Regions from separate parts of the Gasterosteus aculeatus genome. Here region 2 is linked to region 1. A link is a contact called in public Hi-C data. All regions are on one chromosome and are shown on one strand. Each heading gives the region's core, a stretch centred on a gene start, on an enhancer-like site or on the middle of the called end of the contact. The rest is flanking DNA. Distances are from core to core; before and after follow the strand shown. Region 1 holds the start of LOC120820749 (coiled-coil domain-containing protein 172). Region 2 overlaps LOC120820841 (attractin-like protein 1).

The links. Hi-C and Micro-C count contacts between places; a contact is called where the count stands out from the background.
Region 2: a Hi-C map of skeletal muscle shows a contact between it and region 1, with 4 times the contacts expected there. The contact joins the enhancer-like site here to the promoter of LOC120820749 in region 1. A contact is called at or near these places in 2 of 6 Hi-C or Micro-C datasets (both in skeletal muscle).

Annotation. Positions count from the first base shown.
Region 1 is chr6:17,822,123-17,825,279 of fGasAcu3.hap1.1, forward strand. LOC120820749 (coiled-coil domain-containing protein 172) reads right to left here and starts at 1,436. Exons shown (of 8, transcript XM_040178870.2): 1 at 871-1,436; 2 at 583-668. The coding sequence starts at 949. gfra1a (gdnf family receptor alpha 1a) reads left to right here and starts at 1,122. Exons shown (of 11, transcript XM_078104880.1): 1 at 1,122-1,310; 2 at 1,721-3,157.
Region 2 is chr6:17,957,006-17,960,162 of fGasAcu3.hap1.1, forward strand. LOC120820841 (attractin-like protein 1) reads right to left here. Exons shown (of 29, transcript XM_078104887.1): 18 at 1,626-1,868; 19 at 1,351-1,488. Among protein-coding and RNA genes, the nearest start is that of LOC120820841, 49 kb to the right of the region's middle. Within about 2 kb of position 1,471, at least 1 of the 9 cell types and tissues checked has open chromatin away from gene starts, as enhancers often do.

The sequences.
Region 1 (3,157 bases), core at 186-2,685:
AACAATTACTGCTGTAACTGATTTTATTTATCTTTAAATTGCATCACGATAAAACTTGAGACATTCAAAGTAAATAAAAAGCAATAAGACAATCCCTGTTTTGTAAATGCATTTTGAGCAGTTGAATTATATATTTTCCATGTGATACAATAGACAGGATGTGACTGCTCCTTACAGGAGAACACCAAATGAACATTAACTGGAAAAGCACAGTTGCAGCTAGAACAAAATGATACGTGGCTGTGCAAATATCAGTCTGCTCCGTCACAACTTTACCCTGAAACAGGCAATAGTCACAATAACCTTTTAGGAAATCATTATTAATAATTAGTATAAAACGGTTCAAAGTTATAAAGCCATTTAAATGTTACGATTAAGTGTATAATTTGGCACAATTTTGTGTCAGACTACTAATAACTTTGGTAATTCATTCAAGCACAGCCTGCCAAAAACATTATTATATAAAAAGACAAGGCAGATATTTAACACTGCGGCATGAATGCTGCTCCAGTCACAAAAGGTTTTCAGAATTTACATGATGCCTCCATATGAAAGAGAAAGCTAATTGTGTCATAACATCACCGTTTTATCCAGTTCCTCATTGGTCTTTTCATTCTTCTCAGCGGCGCTCTTGATCTTCTCATTAAATCTGATGATGGCTACTTTGACTGAAATAATATATTACAAATAAGGAGAAAGACAATATTAGATTAAATTCACTATAGATAATGTTAGCTGAAATGTGGATTGATAAAGCGGGAGCAAAGCCTTAAATTTGAGGACCCGACTAGTTGCCGTTAGTTAGCATTGTTACTAACGTTAGCCTGTCAACGTTCGTTAGCTGGTGTTGCTAGCTGGCAGCAAGCTTACCTTCTTTGACTTTCTGTGTCTGTTCAGTTAACTGTTGTTCAGTTACAAGAATTTGTTGGAAAAGTGTGTCTAAACTCATTTTTAACCAATACGGCACCAAAGAGTTACTACTGCAAAGTGTCAACTAGCTAGCTAACAGGACTAGCGAGTAGCTAGGGTAAACGTTTACTTAAACTGGGCCTATGACGTGGCGCTCGTGACTCTACGGCCCCGCCCCTCGTATGACACCGACCGGTTTGGTTTGTCCTCTTTGCACTCGTTACTAACGTAACGAGCTTTAACGAGCTTTGCTGATAAACAATGAGCCGTGGGAGCTCATTTCCTAAAAGTTAAAACGTAAAACAGAACACTGTGTCCAATAGAGCGTTTAACCTGACTCAATAGAGCGTTTAACGTGACTCAATAGAATGGCAACCAAGTCTTTGCAAGCAGCGATTAAGGTACGTTTCAGTTAGCATTAGTTAGCTAATGTTAAGTTAACTATTTATGGCCTAACGTTTATGTAGCCTGTCTGATTGTGACGTCATTGTTGTAACTAATAACGTTAAGTAATTGTTCGTGTATCATCATTGAAAAATATAGTATTACTATTTTTAAAATGTAAAGTAGTAAAAAAAAGTTTTAAAAAAGGCACAGTCGGTTTTCCCAACAGAAATCAATTGAGACTCACTGCCTACATTTTTCTCAAATATATTCTGACTGGCAAAGAAGGGGAAAAAAAAGCTTCTGAGCCGCTGCCATGAGCCACATTACCGTGTGAAACGTTAAATGACCCGAGGACTACATCATTGTGACACGCATTTGCAAAATTAATATCACGTATTGATTGAGGCCTTTCATTAATCACCAGACTGAGCCGTTCCCCCTGACTGGCAAGGTTCCCTTTGGAGACTTAAGAACAGCAAAGTCATCAAATTGTAAGCAGACAATTATCCCGGATGGTAGCCGGGGCCCGTCGCTCACCTGTGCCCATTTTCTGTCTCTTAGCCTGTAGTTTTCCCTCTAAAAACAGCTGCGGACCCCGGCCCCGTGGCGTGTTTATCTAACTAAATGGAAAGCCATTTTGAAAAGTGACTGTACTTTGCAAGAGTGATTCATCGCACCCACCTAATCACAGCCTTCCTTTTCTATCAGGGGCTATTCGCTGACATTTAAATAAGCTATTTCATCCCATCTCTGAATGAATGTGTGTGTGTGTGTGGGGGGGGGGGGGGGGTTGATTTACTGACACCAGCATCCTCGATTGATTCAGCCCTGTCCTTAATGCAGAGAGGGCCTTATTGACATAGTCCGGTCATTTAGCCAAGTGGATTAGGCTCTGAATATTATAGGCAATCAATGAGCCATAGGCAGAGTTACAAGTTGCACGGTGCATCATCCCCGTCGTTATACAACCGCGCTCTATTAGTTAAAACTGCCCCCCTTTTGACAATGCTGTGATCCAACAAGAGGTGTTAACAACGGGATGCTCGTTGTTTTCCGAACATGACATCTCCAGTGCGCGGCTTTGTATAGTTTGAATGACAAACAAATGGTTTGCAAATCTGTGCTTTGACCTTTTACTTCCAAACCACCAACAGATGGCGACAGCCACACGGGTGTGCACGCTCCTCAGTGCGGTCAGTGGGGAGAGGGGGGGGCAACCGGCCCTTTATTCTGGTGTTTACTTTAAAGAAATTAAAGATCAAATAAAAACCGGGTGTTTCATCGTCACAAAATGTTGCAGGAGAATGTTTGTCATTTTGCAGATGGGGGAGGAGCCACGCGCGTCCTTTGCATACCGTGGATCAGCTGTGCAGCTGAAACACGAGCGCGTGTTTTTCCTGTTTCTTAAGGGGATTCGGATCTAAGAATTGTCCATAAGCTACACAAGTTGCTGCTACAGTCCGCTAATCATGTCATAAAATGGGTAATGCCCCTTTGCCCTCTCGCATGTCAGCACAGTTATACTGAAAACACACACACGCACACACACACATTTAGAGTTGATAGAGTTGATCGGTTAGATTTCATCTAAAACGCCCTCTGTGCGTTTGAATGACTGGAATGGACTTTTTCTCTTTGCGTGGCACTTTTTTTTTTGCATTTCCTCTTGTCTTCGCTGGACATTTTTATCAGGAGTAAACATCAATAAAAGAGTAAAATAACGCCTGAGACGAGCGTGCAACTTCCGAAACTTCCAAAATGCCACTGTCATGTCACTGGCACAGTATTCGGCACTTCAGGACGTATGCAAAGCAAAATATCTATTTTCTATTACATTTCACCGTGATCCGGTTGTTTGCCG
Region 2 (3,157 bases), core at 221-2,720, 130 kb after region 1:
GGACAGCTGAACTCTTTTACCTATTACACCCGTAAGAGGGAATGACAGGTGTGTAGAGGGAGCCAAAAGGGAGAAAGGGAGGTGAAGATGGGTGAGCGAGCCTCTTCCACCTGATTTCTGAGGAGACGATATTAGAGGAGACGATGAGAAAGGAGACAAGTGGAGGTGAAAACCCAAAAGGACACGAGGAAAAGGAAAGAATAAAGAAGAGAGAAGGGGAAGGAAAGCAAAATGAAGGAGACGAATGGACAGCAGAAGAGGAGAGGAGAGGTGGGAAAAGGAAAGGAACTAGGAGAGGTCTCGAGAATGTTGAGAAGGATGTTCAGGGAAACACAGGAAACCCCGGAGAGACGGGGAGGCAGTGAGACAGCAAAGGAAGCTGGAGCGGAGGGGAACGCACACCGGGGGCCGTCCTGCCGGCGGCGAGAGGCGAGCATCGATCAGCGCTCGCTGCGAGGAGCCGTCGGGGACGGAGACACCAGTCAACTCAGGAAATAAGAAAATGATTAAGAGCGAGTTAATGTCACGCCGCCGCGCCGAGAAGCACATCTGTCACAGCGAGACTGATGTTGCTGCGCCGCCCGCTCAGCCCCCTCCGCCCTCCCCCATTTCCCCACCCACACCCCAACAGTCACTCACTCACCCTGCATCCCATGCAGGCCCGTTCTGTAGCACACGCCTTCCCAAACCCCGGCTGCCCCCCCCCCCCCATCGCTGCTTCTATTATCCAACTCCTGATCACATGATCCAAGAGACTCGGCTGAGGGACCTGCTGTGATGGAGCGAAACGAAAAGGTGCTGACGGGCGAACGAATTCCAAACGAAAAACATATGAATGCACCTCAGCACCATCTTCCCAAGTCTCTCTCTCTGGATATACATCTTTATATTTATAGATATCTGTGCCGTGTAAATGCAAGCAGGGACTCTGCTGCTCCCACGCTGTGTGCAGACCTCCGTCCCGTCCAAAGAGCACGCGTGTGCCTGTCGAAAGTACACGCTCGACAGCAAAACACAGTCTGCTCACAGCTTTGAAGCGCTGCCCCCGTCAGGATGTTTGTGTGTATTACAGCGCTGCAGGCAGCTCACTACATGCTGTATGTTTAAAGAGGTGAAGGAGAGACCGAGAGCTCAAAAACACACAGGATGAGATCTTTCAACTTTCTCTTTAGTTCTGTCTGTAAACAAAACTTTGCCAGAGCCAGCTGGCTTCTCAGCGATCGTTTTTTTTCCCCTCCTAAGTTTTAAGGACTCTTTAAATAAAAGCTAACGGACACTATGCAGCTCCAAAGGGAAAAAAAGAGAGAACCAGAAACATGTGGTAGGAACCTGTGAACCTTGTACACTCACCGTTGCACTTCCCTCCGTTGGTGGGGTCGCCATAGTAACCGGCCATGCAGCTCTGGCAGTGCATCCCTGCCGTCAGGTTCCCACAGTGCTCGCACACGCTGCCGTTCACACACCTGCTGTGACCATTACACTGGCACGCTGGGAGGAAACCACAGACACATGCACTCGGGTTATTAACACCCACCTCCGCCCCCCCGCCCCGCCATGGAGATCACGTCCGGTGCATTGACGAGGGGGGGGGTTGTCGAGGGTTGCCGCTCCAGCTGTTCACTCACCGGGACATTGGACGAAGGCCCAGTTGTAGCCTCTGTCGGAGGAACAGAGACTCTGATCCAGCGCCATGTCCCTGTCCCACAGTCTGTCCGGGGGTCCGGCCCTGGAGCCGGCGGGCCTCATGGGGCCCCGGTAGGACCCCTCCATGCAAACACCCCTGCCGGTGTTACTGGGATCGCCGCACCAACCGCACTCCGTCCTCTCCAGACACTCGGCGCACGTCCTCAGACCTGAGCAGTTCTGGGCTGTGGGGGGGGAGGGGGGGTAGTTTTTCAGTTTTTAGAATTTCACTGGCAAATATCAACTTGTCAATGCAACTAAAAAGACAAACAGTTGGTGTCCCGGGCGTATTCTGTCCTTCACGCTGTCCAAACGACTTACAGCCATGAGCACGAACCCAATGAACACCTCCAGGGATCCGACGCCTCTAATCTACTTAGCGTCTCTTGTTCTCACCTTTTCTTTGACATTCAGCATTCATAAAGAAATGGACTTTTCAACAGGTTGAGAAAAGCATTTGTATTCATAAAGAGGACGTGACATTCAGAAACAAATCACAAAATGACACTTTCTTTCTGGTATGGCATTCGATACTTGTAATAGAAAAACAAAATCTCCATACAGAAGCACTTCTTTTGTTTACCGAGTGCGGCGATAAGTGACGAGAATAAGAAATCAAGGTTCCCTTTTTGTCTGGAACCATGCGGCCTTTCCAGAGTCGACTCCTCAGCTGCTTTCGAGTCTTTCGCTCTCATCTTCGCTGCCGTCACCACACGTGACAACGAGCGGGAGGCGGCTGTGAGGACTCGGCGGGGGTCTCGGGGGGGGGGCGCGCTGCACGAGGAACCGAGGGAGCAGTTACCCGACGTGCTGCGTCGAGTGAAATTAGCATCTTCTCCCACTAGTTGCTTCTCTTCAGAGAGCGAGTCATTTCCATGAGCCACAGACGTTAGAGCTGAACATGGACCTCCTTCTCTCCCCGCGTCCCCCACGGGGGGAGTGTGTGTGTGTGTGTGTGTGTGTGTGTGTGTGTTTGCAAGCCCCCCCCCCCTCGCCTGTTGCATTATTTGAGCGCAGCAATGCGGATTCGTTTGTTCTCCGGCTCCTTTATAATTGCAAACTTCTCCTCTCCGATTTGCTCTTTATCTCTTCTCAGCCACATTTTGATCCTCCTCTTTTGCATTTTCTTTTTGCCGGTGTCTCTTCACTGAGTGCCCCCCACCCCCCACCCCACCCCTCCCCGGGGTCTTTTACGCGCTGCCCTCTATTCCCTCATTTCCTGTCGTTTTTATTTAATTAGATTTTTAGGTATGAGCGAAATCACAAAAGAAAGGAGCTCTTCATCTGCTCTTTTTCATCTCCTCCCTTCATTACTTTTCACTTCTCCTCTGACGACACGCTGGATCTCCGATGCAGTCAACACTTCAAAGAGAGGCAGTTCAACAGAATACCCACAATCCGGCCCCCCCGCGCTGCTCCGTCTGCTAATAAAGACTTTAAAACCCGGTGAATACACCAGGACGGGATCCACAGA